Regions from separate parts of the Mus musculus genome. Here regions 1 and 2 are each linked to region 3. The links are chromatin contacts, called in public ChIA-PET and promoter capture Hi-C maps. All regions are on one chromosome and are shown on one strand. The core of a region is the stretch at or near the end of the contact, and the rest is flanking DNA. Distances in the headings are between cores, read along the strand shown. Region 1 holds the start of Polg2 (polymerase (DNA directed), gamma 2, accessory subunit). Region 2 holds the start of Milr1 (mast cell immunoglobulin like receptor 1). Region 3 holds the start of Strada (STE20-related kinase adaptor alpha).

What was found. ChIA-PET counts read pairs in DNA pulled down with a chosen protein or histone mark. Capture Hi-C pulls out chosen DNA fragments and counts their contacts.
Region 1: a contact with region 3 is called in a promoter capture Hi-C map of liver, with 4 times the contacts expected there. The contact joins the promoter of Polg2 here to the promoter of Strada in region 3. A contact is called at or near these places in 5 of 39 promoter capture datasets (hippocampal neurons, liver, neural stem cells and 1 more), 2 of 484 Hi-C or Micro-C datasets (B cells and muscle stem cells), 4 of 115 datasets of contacts at active chromatin or transcription factors (astrocytes, effector CD8 T cells, embryonic forebrain and 1 more) and 2 of 9 other capture datasets (adipose tissue and liver).
Region 2: a contact with region 3 is called in an RNA polymerase II ChIA-PET map of memory CD8 T cells, with 18 read pairs. The contact joins the promoter of Milr1 here to the promoter of Strada in region 3. A contact is called at or near these places in 5 of 39 promoter capture datasets (cranial neural crest, frontonasal cranial neural crest, liver and 2 more), 4 of 115 datasets of contacts at active chromatin or transcription factors (effector CD8 T cells, embryonic stem cells, memory CD8 T cells and 1 more) and 1 of 9 other capture datasets (liver).

What each region holds. Positions count from the first base shown.
Region 1 is chr11:106,777,672-106,781,512 of GRCm38.p6, reverse strand. It overlaps Polg2 (polymerase (DNA directed), gamma 2, accessory subunit), which reads left to right and starts at 1,976. Exons shown (of 8, transcript NM_015810.2): 1 at 1,976-2,554. The coding sequence starts at 2,071. Ddx5 (DEAD box helicase 5) reads left to right here. Exons shown (of 13, transcript NM_007840.3): 13 at 1-1,157.
Region 2 is chr11:106,749,898-106,753,223 of GRCm38.p6, reverse strand. Milr1 (mast cell immunoglobulin like receptor 1) reads right to left here and starts at 1,998. Exons shown (of 7, transcript NM_001033435.3): 1 at 1,835-1,998; 2 at 1,549-1,590. The coding sequence starts at 1,940.
Region 3 is chr11:106,191,288-106,194,889 of GRCm38.p6, reverse strand. It overlaps Strada (STE20-related kinase adaptor alpha), which reads left to right and starts at 1,287. Exons shown (of 13, transcript NM_001252448.1): 1 at 1,287-1,424.

The DNA.
Region 1 (3,841 bases), core at 727-3,226, 590 kb before region 3:
ATGTCATGTACAACTTGGCTTAGATAGTGTTTTTGGGGGGGATTTTTGTTTTGGTGTTTATTTTTACACAAGGAAAGTTGACTACTTCCCATTCCTGGATTTAGGAGAGGAACTCAGAAGGCCCTTAGGATGATCTGTTTGTATGGGAAGAAGTTAGAGACAATGGATTTTATAATTCCAGATTTATTGGATAAAAGCTTTGTCATTTTTCAGTATCAGGGAAGTAAGTCATTTAATAGCCTATTTTCCTTAAGAGTGAACTACAGGACAGTAACTATATAAATACATGTTGATTTCTTTTGCAAAACAGTTTTAAGTAATGACATTTTTGCTTTATCAAAATTTTATTCCATCTCTTGGTTTTGTTGTCAACTGCCGAAATGTGCGAAGCTGAAAGACTGTTAGCCCAAGAGCTGTGTGCACTGTGTCTTTAGTGCAGGATTACCTTGTAGGTTCCTAGTCCTCGAGGACTTGCCAGAGTGCTTATAGCCACACCTGGAAGTCAGGAATGTCTCCACATTATTTCAGGGGATTTTAGGGGTCTTGTAGGCTAGTCACAAGGAAGACGACATAACCAAAAGCACAGTAAAGTTTTCGGGTTAGGTTCACTATGGGCTTAACAGCTAGAAGGATTGGGGGGAAAGCTTTAGATTTAAGTAGGATCACCAGCAAACAGCTTTGTTTCAGAATGGCTATAAGTAGGTCTAAATGTCTTCCCAAAAAATTGGTGTGTTTTTTGCCCAGGACAAAAGTCTTAAAGGAAGTTATTTAACTTTTTGTTTTTAAAATGGGCTTATTGTTAATGCCTTATTTATAAAATGTTAAAACAAAATAGAATGTGCTGGGGGTGGGAGCTGGGCGTGTTTTCCAGGGCTGATAACATTGAAAACTGGTTCATCCTCTAGTACTGAGTGGTTTTCAATGGCATGGCTAGTCAGATTCATGATTTTTAAGTATAGGTGTAGATTGGAGCATTTATTACATATTTTACTGTTCAATGTCTTAATGTGGACCTTTTATTTTGTAAATAATTATGGAAATGATTGTGGGGCTTGGAAAAAATTACCTTTGAAGTTTTAAAAGACAGTCCACTTTTTAGCATGTGTGTTGTGTCCAGCCTGTGGTTGTCTTAACTAATAAATGTGATTTTTCTCCCCATTCTCTTCATTTATTTATTCGCGTAGAGGCCTCTTACCTGGGTTTTTGCACCCCCGCCTTCCCCATTCCAGCTATCCTGGAATTTGATACATAGGCCAAGCTGGCCTTGAAGTCAGAGATTGTCCCTTATGCATATGTTAACATAGGAGTGAGCTACCACAACAGTCCTGCACCTTATAATCAAACTCCAGTATCAAAAACACCCCTTTGTCCTAGTCAGGTATTAACTGATTTCTACGAGAAGGGAAGTACAGAGGTTAAGAGCACTGCTCTTCCAGCAACCATACGGTGCCTCACAACCACCTGTAGTGATGGCCTCTTCTGGTGTGTCTGAAGACAGCAACTCACAAATCTTTAAAAAAAAAAAAAAAAATTCTTTTTAAGGAGGTGGTTAATAAATTCCCGAAGCCCTTTTTAAGACCTGGTCACCCTGTCTGTCCAGCCACACCCGGGAGAGAGTGGAGTGGCCATTGGTGATAATGTTTGCCAGCATTAGTATAAACTAAAAGTGCACAACACATTCCCTTGGAGACTGAACGCTAAGCCTCACATCAGTACCGTCCAGGACAACATTTTGGAAGGGGTTTTTTTCGTTTTGTTTGGCAGCTCGGAAAACCTGATGCTAACTCTATAGTAACAGGATTGTGGTAAAAGCTAAACAAGTGAATGTGAGGCAGGTGGAGTTACCAAACGGAAAATCCCAAAGGTAGTAAACAATCAGACGCTGGCGTCAGCCGCGGAGGCCGGGATACGCCCAAGGCGGCTGCTGCTCAGCAGCGGGTGACGCTCTTCCGGGGGCGTGGTCTACAGCACGTCCATTTCCGCTGTGCCTGCACCCCAGGCCCTGGTGCTGGTGTAGGTTTGAAACTGCGGCTCTGCACGGGAGGTGCTGGTGTTCCGACTCCTGAAGCGATGCGCTGCGGTGGCGGCGCCAGGGCCTGCCGCAGGGCCTGCAGGTGCTGGCTGTCCGGGTACGCGGGTCCCGCAGATGGGACGCAGCAGCCTGACGCCCCCGAGCATGCGGTGGCCCGCGAGGCGCTGGTAGACCTCTGCCGGAGGAGGCACTTTTTCAGCGGGACGCCGCAGCAGCTCAGCACGGCTGCTCTGCTGAGCGGGTGCCACGCGCGCTTTGGACCTTTGGGTGTAGAGTTACGAAAGAACCTAGCCTCACAGTGGTGGTCCTCTATGGTGGTGTTCAGGGAGCAGGTCTTCGCGGTGGACTCCCTCCACCAGGAGCCGGGCTCTTCGCAGCCGAGGGACAGTGCCTTCAGGTTAGTCTCTCCAGAAAGTATACGCGAAATCTTGCAAGACAGAGAGCCGAGTAAGGAACAGCTAGTGGCATTTCTTGAGAACTTATTAAAAACTTCTGGGAAACTACGGGCGACTCTTCTTCACGGTATGGCTCTTCGCGTTTCGTGCTTCTGAACAGATTTGGGGTGGAAAAGCAGTCTTGCACGAGTTTGGAGACAGCAACGGCCCTAGGCTTCCAGGCAAAGAAGTGACCAGGTTCCTTTTTTTTTTTTTTTTTTTTTTTTTAATAACATCAGAGTGATCCACCTTGAGGCAAAGGTCCGAGGCATCATTCCTGAAGAAATTTGTAAAGCATTCAGTTTGACGAGCAAACCTAAAACTATAGAGGTAGGACCTTATATAAATCAGTCACATGCTTTCATTGATACCAAGGCATTTTCAAAGACTTCCTCTGTTCCAGTTTTAAATACAATTATCAACTCAGGTTTTTCTTTTTTTTTTTTTTTTTTTTTTTTTTTTTGAGACAGAGTTTCCCTGTGTAGCCCTGGCTGTCCTGGAACTCACTCTATAGACCAGGCTGGCCTCGAACTCGGAAATCTGCCTGCCTCTGCCTCCCAAGTGCTAGGATTAAAGGCGTGCGCCACCACTGCCTGGCAACTCAGGTTTTTCTTGGTGTTTTTTGTTTGTTTGTTTGTTTTTGGTTTGTTGCTTTGTTTTGTTTTTTTTTTTTTTGTGGGGTTTTTTGCCAGGTAATTTTTTAGCTTGTCAGCTAGAAGATGAGATACACATCTTTAAAGTCAAATATAACAAATTCGGAAATGCTGCCTCTGCCGTTTAGCAGTATGGAGTAGCTAACAACACCTTACAAATCCAAGCTTGTGAAAATTAGTATATACTGTAACCTTAAATTTTTAAAGCAAAATAAAGCAAGCCGGTGATAAATGCAATTAGATTGTAGTATATTTTATCCTGTATTCTTGGTATTGATTGATTAAACAGTCTCACCATGTCCCCCAAACATCAGCTGTTTTTTACCTCTCAGTCTTTTAGATCAAAGTTGCAGACTGAAAATGAGATTTTGAGTTCAGTGTGGATAACATGGAAGTCAGTTCTCTCCTCCTATCGTGTGGGTCCTGGGGATAGAACTCAAGACTTCAGGCTTAGCAGCAGCTGCTTCTACCAGCTGAGATGTCTTTCCAGGTTTAAGGATTTTTTTTTTGGTTTTTCGAGACAGGGTTTCTCTTTGTAGCCCTGACTGTCCTGGAACTCACTTTGTAGGCCAGGCTGGCCTCTGCCCCACACTTGGTTTTTTTCTTTCTCTCTCTGAAGATACTGGACTGTTCTTTTGTTTCTTCTTTTGAGAACCTGATTTCTTTATCTCAAGTTTACCTTGAAATCAGTCTGTAGCCCAGGCTTGCTTCAAAGTGTCAGA
Region 2 (3,326 bases), core at 749-3,248, 560 kb before region 3:
GATAAAAATTCCTTTATTGCACATCGGTCTCTATGTTTTTGTTTGACTTTGACACTGGATTTAACTTCCCATTTGCACTGCTTTTCAGGTAAGACCTGCCAACTTTTCTTATCATCGATTTTACTTCCTATAAGCCAGGGGCAGACCTGTAGCTTGGAGTCTTTCATTAAGTAACCAACCTTAATTCAGATCCTGTGACACATCCTTTTCTGCTCTCCTGCTGGGAAGCCCCTGCTTCCCCAGGGTCTTTCTTTCTCCTGTAATTTCAGGACTTGGGGGATGGAGGCAGATGGATGAAGAATTCAAGGTCAGTCTATGCTGACCTAGTGAGTTCTAGGCCAGCCTGGGCTACGTGAGATTGCCTTCAGTAAGGCCTGGTAAAACTCCTTAAATTCTGTCTGCTATGGCTTTGGTATCCAGTCTGTGAGCTGGTATACATACATACTCATGTGTATGTTTACTGTAAGATATGTAATATATGCTCTGAGAGTTAATATTACATTTAAAATTGGAATAAAAGAACTCATGTTTACTGACTGCTGGCTATCAAGAGAAATCAGGACTGCTTGGAAAATCACAGCCAAGAGAAGCAACATAGCTGGTGAATTTATTGCTATTCAATAAACTCTGACACCACAGACCGACGCAAAGATGTCCATCTAGACTGCTCCACTGTGTGCTCTCCCACACTCAGGACTTAACAGGCTGAAGCAGAAGGATTCTCATGAGTTCAGCATCAGCTTCGGCTACATAGTGAGTGCTAGGCTATGTAGCAAGATCTTATCACCAACAGTCCACAGAAAGAAGCTGCCTGCTTCGGGATGGGGAGGGGAGGGGAGGGAAGACAGGCTGGGTTGCACACAACAGCACTTTCAACTTTATGTGGTTAGCTTACACGGAAGGACCGATGTGCCGCAAAGACTGCAGAGGAACCAGGATTGGGGCCACCCCTTCTCACCGATGAAAGAAACCACCCTCAAAAGTCATTAGTTTGTGTGCCCGGCTTGCCAGCTGGGCAGCAGCAAGCCAGGCTCAGCAGCAAAGCACTCTGACTCCACAGTAGAGCTCTACCTAGGCATAGTACTAGTTGCCTGAATTAATTTAAAAGGGGTTTGAGTGGGCATGGTGGGCTGGGTCCCAGCATTTGAGAGTTTAGGAGTTAGTCTAGTTTAGCCTTGGCCACGTAATAGAGTTTGAGGCCAGCCTGACCTACATGAGGCTCAGCCTCAAAAGTAAATAAATTAATAAAAATTTACAAAAATCACGGGAGGGTTTTCTAGCTAAAAGTGATAACAAAGGAAGTTTGGAGGTTTTCATGGTAAAAAACAATCTCAGATTTTGCCCGGCCAAGTTTCAGGTGGAAAAACAAAATTGCTACAATTAATGCCCTCTCTAAACCTCAGCTCATTGGCCTCCTAGCAGATAATAGAAAGGCTTTGCTCTTGGTTGCCGATCTAAAAACACAGAAATCCCAGTAAGTGAACGCTCATGTTCAGAGTCAGCTATCTGACCATTTTGATGCCCATACTTTCAGGAAATGAAACTTACCGTTATTTTCCACCCTCGTACAATCCACTGCAGCATTCTGAACTGAAAGAGAAAATGGAAGATTAGAGAAAAAAAACCTCATTTCCCATGTGATTATTTTGAGAGATGATTCTTGTTTGTTTTTTCGTCTTTGACTTTTCAAGACAGGGTCTCTCTAGGTAGCCCTGGCTGGCCATGAACTCTGTGTAGATCAGGCTGGCTCCACAGAGATCCACCTGCCTTTGCTCCACCAAGTGCTGGCCCCCCCGTCCCAGAGTCAATTCTTAAAATATCGAATCAGGCTTACGTGTGATAGAAATTGTAAGAGCCCAAAGTAACAGTTTGTCCAGCCAGCATCTTATTCCCTTGAATGAAACGGCAGAGAGGCACATTGGCGAGTCACCATCGCCCATGGTTAATTGAGTTACTACAGAATGGGGCTCGGCTTCTGAGATTCCTCTTCCCAACCACACACAGGAAATGAGAGGATTTAGACAAGTTTACTCAACAGGACCTATGACTCGTTGGTTTAACTGTCCTTCATATTACTGGAACAGCTGCTCAGACCGCAAGGTCTCCTATCTCACTTAGAGCTGCTGCTTGGTGATAACGGATCTTTCTTTTTTTTCCCCCTTCTTTCCCCCTTTTTTCCCCTTCCCTTTCACTCCGGCCCATAGGTTTTTTTATTTGTTTTTCATTACAGATAGTTGTGAGCCACCATGTGGTTGCTGGGATTTGAACTCATGACCTCCAGAAGAGCAGTCAGTGCTCTTAACCACTGAGCCATCTCACTCACCAGCCCCGATAATGGATCTTTTATATTCTCTCTCTCTCTCTCTCTCTCTCTCTCTCTCTCTCTCTCTCTCTCTCTTCCTCCCCCTCACCCTCCCCCTCTCCCCCCCCCATCTCCCTTCCCCCTCCTAAAAGAAAAATGAAAAATGCCTCTGACAAGTAAGCCCTACTCTCCAGAGCACAGAGAACTTCCTGGCGTGCTGTCGGCCGTTGTTCATTTAAGATTACAAGTCCTTTGTTTGCTTCTTTAGACAAGCTTGGTTGCCCCATCTGCACAGGATGTGTTTGATCGAATGTAGGCTGGAGGTACATAAGCAGAGAGTATGCCAGGATGTTTGCTTGCTCCTGATTGGACAAAGGTGGAAAGTATGTAGCCTTTTGGGGTTTGCCTTTCTTTATAAACCTCCGATTAATGTACCTTGGTGACATACTCCCGGAATCCTGAGGATGGATTGTCTTAGCCAGCATAGCAATTTGGCTCAAAAACTGTGATAGTGTTCTTACTTTCACCCAATGGGATCAACACTTTCACACCACACACGCACACACGCACACACACGCGCGCACACACACACACACTTCCTAGCTGCCTATGAGGTGAGAGACAGGTTCCAGATGTATAAGGTACATCTTCTATACATGCAGCCTGAAGGTAATTGGAGGAGGGATTCAGAGAGTCCTTTGGCACACTCTTCTCAGGTCGGCGTATTCAGACCAGAACCTCAGCAACATTGCTCTCAGCTCCTCTCATCACCTCTGGAGGTAAGTCACACCAGGCTGCTCTGTAAGACCTTCCGGCCACCCTCCTGCCTCTCTAGCATCTTGCTTGGTAGATGATGTCTTCTTGGGTTTGGTTTGCAAATATTTTATTGAGTATTTTTACATCAATGTTCATAAGGGAAATTAGTCTGAAGTTCTCTTTTTTTTAATACTTGTTTATTTATTTATTATATGTAAGTACACTGTAGCTTGTCTTCAGACACTCCAGAAGTGGGAGTCAGATCTCG
Region 3 (3,602 bases), core at 38-2,537:
TGATGAAATGTGGTGAGACTGAGAACAAATTTGGCATGTTAAACGCACTAGGCAAGGTTACAGCTGTGTGTAAAACATTGAGATCTTCAGGTGAGGGTAGTGTGCGTTTCCAAGTTCCTGTATGATGTGGCCAAACTTAAAATTCTTGGAAGTTAGTCGACTGGTATAAATCTGAGACAGGAAAAAAAACAAGTATTCATTACTTGACAGTATGTACACAGATGTATTGGGCCCTCACTCCACAGTAACTGAAGTGACTAAAAATCACTTCATGATAAAACGGAGTCCTCATTTTATTAGTCCTATATGGTTTGGCCCCTGCTGTCTTTTTTCATAAAGGCAAACTCATCACAGGTTTCTGCTAATAGAGGACATACCACCAAGTCTTTAATCCCATCCCAGCAGAGGCAGAGGGAAGCTGATCTGAAGGCCAGTCCAGACTACATGCGACACTATCTCAAAAATACCTCACTACCAAAAAATAGTTATGAAGCACTTAGGGACAAAAAAAAAAAAAAAAAAAACCCCAACAAAAAACAAACCATAGCTCTCGTTTAGTTGAGCTATTTTCTGTGCTTTAAGGAGAAGGAACTTTGGGCACAAAGGGTAAGTTTCCTCTTTGTTGTTCTATTGCCTGAGACTGACCCAAGAAAGACTTGTTTTTCAATTGGAGTCCTACCAGGTGAAATGGCACCTGGGATTTGGGAACCGCAGAGTGTGGGATGAGGGGTGGGAATACCCCTGGTAGCCAAGTCAATAGCTATAGTTAGCCCTTGCCCCTTTTCTTGCTGCTGGGTTAGGAGGGGTACAGAGACTCGAGGGAGACTCTAGGGTCCTTTGGAACTGCAACAATGACAAGGTCTTTCGCTTCCACATACGTGGGGAAACCTGCCTTCGTCCTAGATAAGGAACGACCTCAGCAAAGGGGAAAAAAGACTAGTTAATAACTCTCTCCCTGACGAAGCGACTGCGGGTCTAGCATGTCCGGTAACGGTAACGTGGGATGGAAGCAGAAGCTCTCTCTGGGGAAAAGCGGAGCTTCCTCCACTGGGATGGGTGGGGTGAAGCGAGGCGAGACGAAGCAGAGTCCTTAGTGGGCAGGGGGTAAGGCGGAGCATCTTCTGAGAACCGGGCAAGGCAGGACTTCCTCTGCTGGAGGCAAGAGGCGGAGCTCCCTTCTTGGGTGGGGCAAAGCAGGGCTTCTCCGTAGGGGAGGGGCGGGACTTCCTCCGTGGGGCGGGAGTAGGAGGGGCTTGTTCCGTGAAGGGGAGGGGCGAGGCTCGGCCAGTCTCCCTGGGTCCCTCCACTGCGCATGTCACGTTGCGTACCTCCCTCCCAGCAACCGGCCTGGCGGCAGCGCGGCTACAAAACTGAGGAGGCGGAGCCGAGACGGAGTCGGTACTGCGCTCTGACTCCTAGACCAGGTACCCGGTGGCGGAGCCGCCTGGTGCGCTCCCAGGGATAATCCCTCTTGCCAGACTCCGAGTCCGTGTCCTCGGGGGTGAGCCTCAAGTGGCCATCCCGGCTCACCCTCGCCCTCCTCTGGCCCTCATTTAACCTGGGTTCTGGGTTCCCGCATTGAGGTTACAGCCTGAGAGCAAAATTAGGCTTGGGCCTGGCTGGGGAGATGCTGAGCAGAGTTGCCGGACCGGAGAGGCTAGCTACCGCATGGCCTCCCCACCTTTTCCGGGGCTTCCAAATGGGGTTGAGTTCTCATACGGAAGCAAGATCAGAGCTATTCTCTGCTTTGGTCAAAACGAAGAGTTTCTAAATGTGTTGTCTTAAGTGTCCCAGCAGTTTTGGGGACCGAGTATGGTGGCGGAGAGTGAGCATGACAGAAGGGGAGTGGCTAAATAAAATTGTTCATAATTTTAGGAAATAGATAACTTCTCAACTCAGTCTTCTGCTAAGACCCTAAGGTACTTCAATTTGACCCCTTTCTCCCAGACGGTTGGACTCGGTCTTACTGAAATACCCGTTGAAGTAGAACTATGTTCCAGTGTTTGGATGGGTCTTCATGATAGTTGATAACCTTATCCGGAGGTACCCAACACCTGAGACTGACTCAGATCCTTGAGGGTTGATTAACCAAATTTGAGACTGTGGGCGTGGCTCAGCGCCTGAGTTCTTGATTAACATCAGTGCGGACTTGCTTTCCATTCTCCACACTACCAAAAAGAAAATTGCTAACTTGCTTCTGCCGTAGTGCAGGAACTTAATAGTTTAACCATTAGTTATAGTACGGAAACTGGTCAACTCTCTTCACCCTTTAATTAGGTTTCTTAGAAGATTTTTTGGCTGGGTTTATAGTTGTGACCTCCGACATAAAGTTTGGAGGACCAGCGGTAAAAATAGAAGAAAAAAAAGTCTGTCAGAACAAGTGAATTCTCCTATCGGTACCTGTTGTAGTGGGAGAGATAATGAGGCGATAGTATGGTTGGGTGGTTGGAGAGGTGTCTCTGTAGATAGGAAGATATGCTGCCGTCTCCAGAACTCATGTAGAGAGCCATGTGTGGCCATGAGCCTGTGACAAGAGAAACACCAGAGCTTGCTGGCTGTCAGCCTGTGTCCAGAGTGATAGAGTAGAATACACAATGTCCTTTAGCTTCACCAAGCATAGAAACAGGTACACACATAAATATATACATACATACACACACAAGCACATACATATATATACACATATATACATACATATACACACATTGGTAAGTGTAATAGTTAATGTGAGAGCCAGGCATGATGGTATATGCCTTTAATCCCAGCACTCGGGAGGCAGAGGCAGGCGGATCTCTGTGAGTTCGAGGCCAGCCTCATCTACAGAGTGAGTTCCTGGACAGCCAAGGCTACACAGAGAAACCTTGCCTTGAGGGGAAAAAGCTAAGGTGAGGAATGTAGGTGGTTAGTGGGAGCGCTGCTGTAATAGAGGGTACTGAGTGTCAACAATAGACTGGGGACAAAAAGGGAAGTGGAGTCTATAGACTACACTCTGTCTCTTCTTTTTTTCAAAAGAGACTGTAGCCAAGTGTGATGTTGAATTCCTGATCCTCCTGTCTCTGTCTACTGAGGGCTGAGAATCCACACATGAGCTATCATTCTCAGCTGTGGATTTCTGCCACTTTTACAGCCTTAGCTGGTGATCTTTAAATCCACCAAGCCATCTCTAACCTCCTTTTAAACATCAAGTACTACTTTTCTCACAAATTGCTATCCCTGCTTCTTGGAAGATAGAATCCTCAACATTAGTCAACCTTCATTAAACTTGAACTTGGCAGAGATCAACAGAGGAAGACATCTGATGTGCACCCCTCCTGCAAGCCTTCAGTATACACTTTTTTTGTTGTTGTTCCTTGACAGGGTTTCTCTGTATAGCCCTGGCTGTCCTGGAACTCACTTTGTAGACCAGGCTGGCCTCGAACTCAGAAATCCACCTGCCTCTGCCTCCGGAGTGCTGGGATGAAAGGCATGCACCACCACGCCCAGCCACTATACACTCTTATACATTAAATGAATAAATATTTTAATCTACCCCTCCACTAAAGCCACTTCTACCTCCAAACTTTTCCTTTTCTGGCATTGGCTCCGTGGCATATTAATCATTT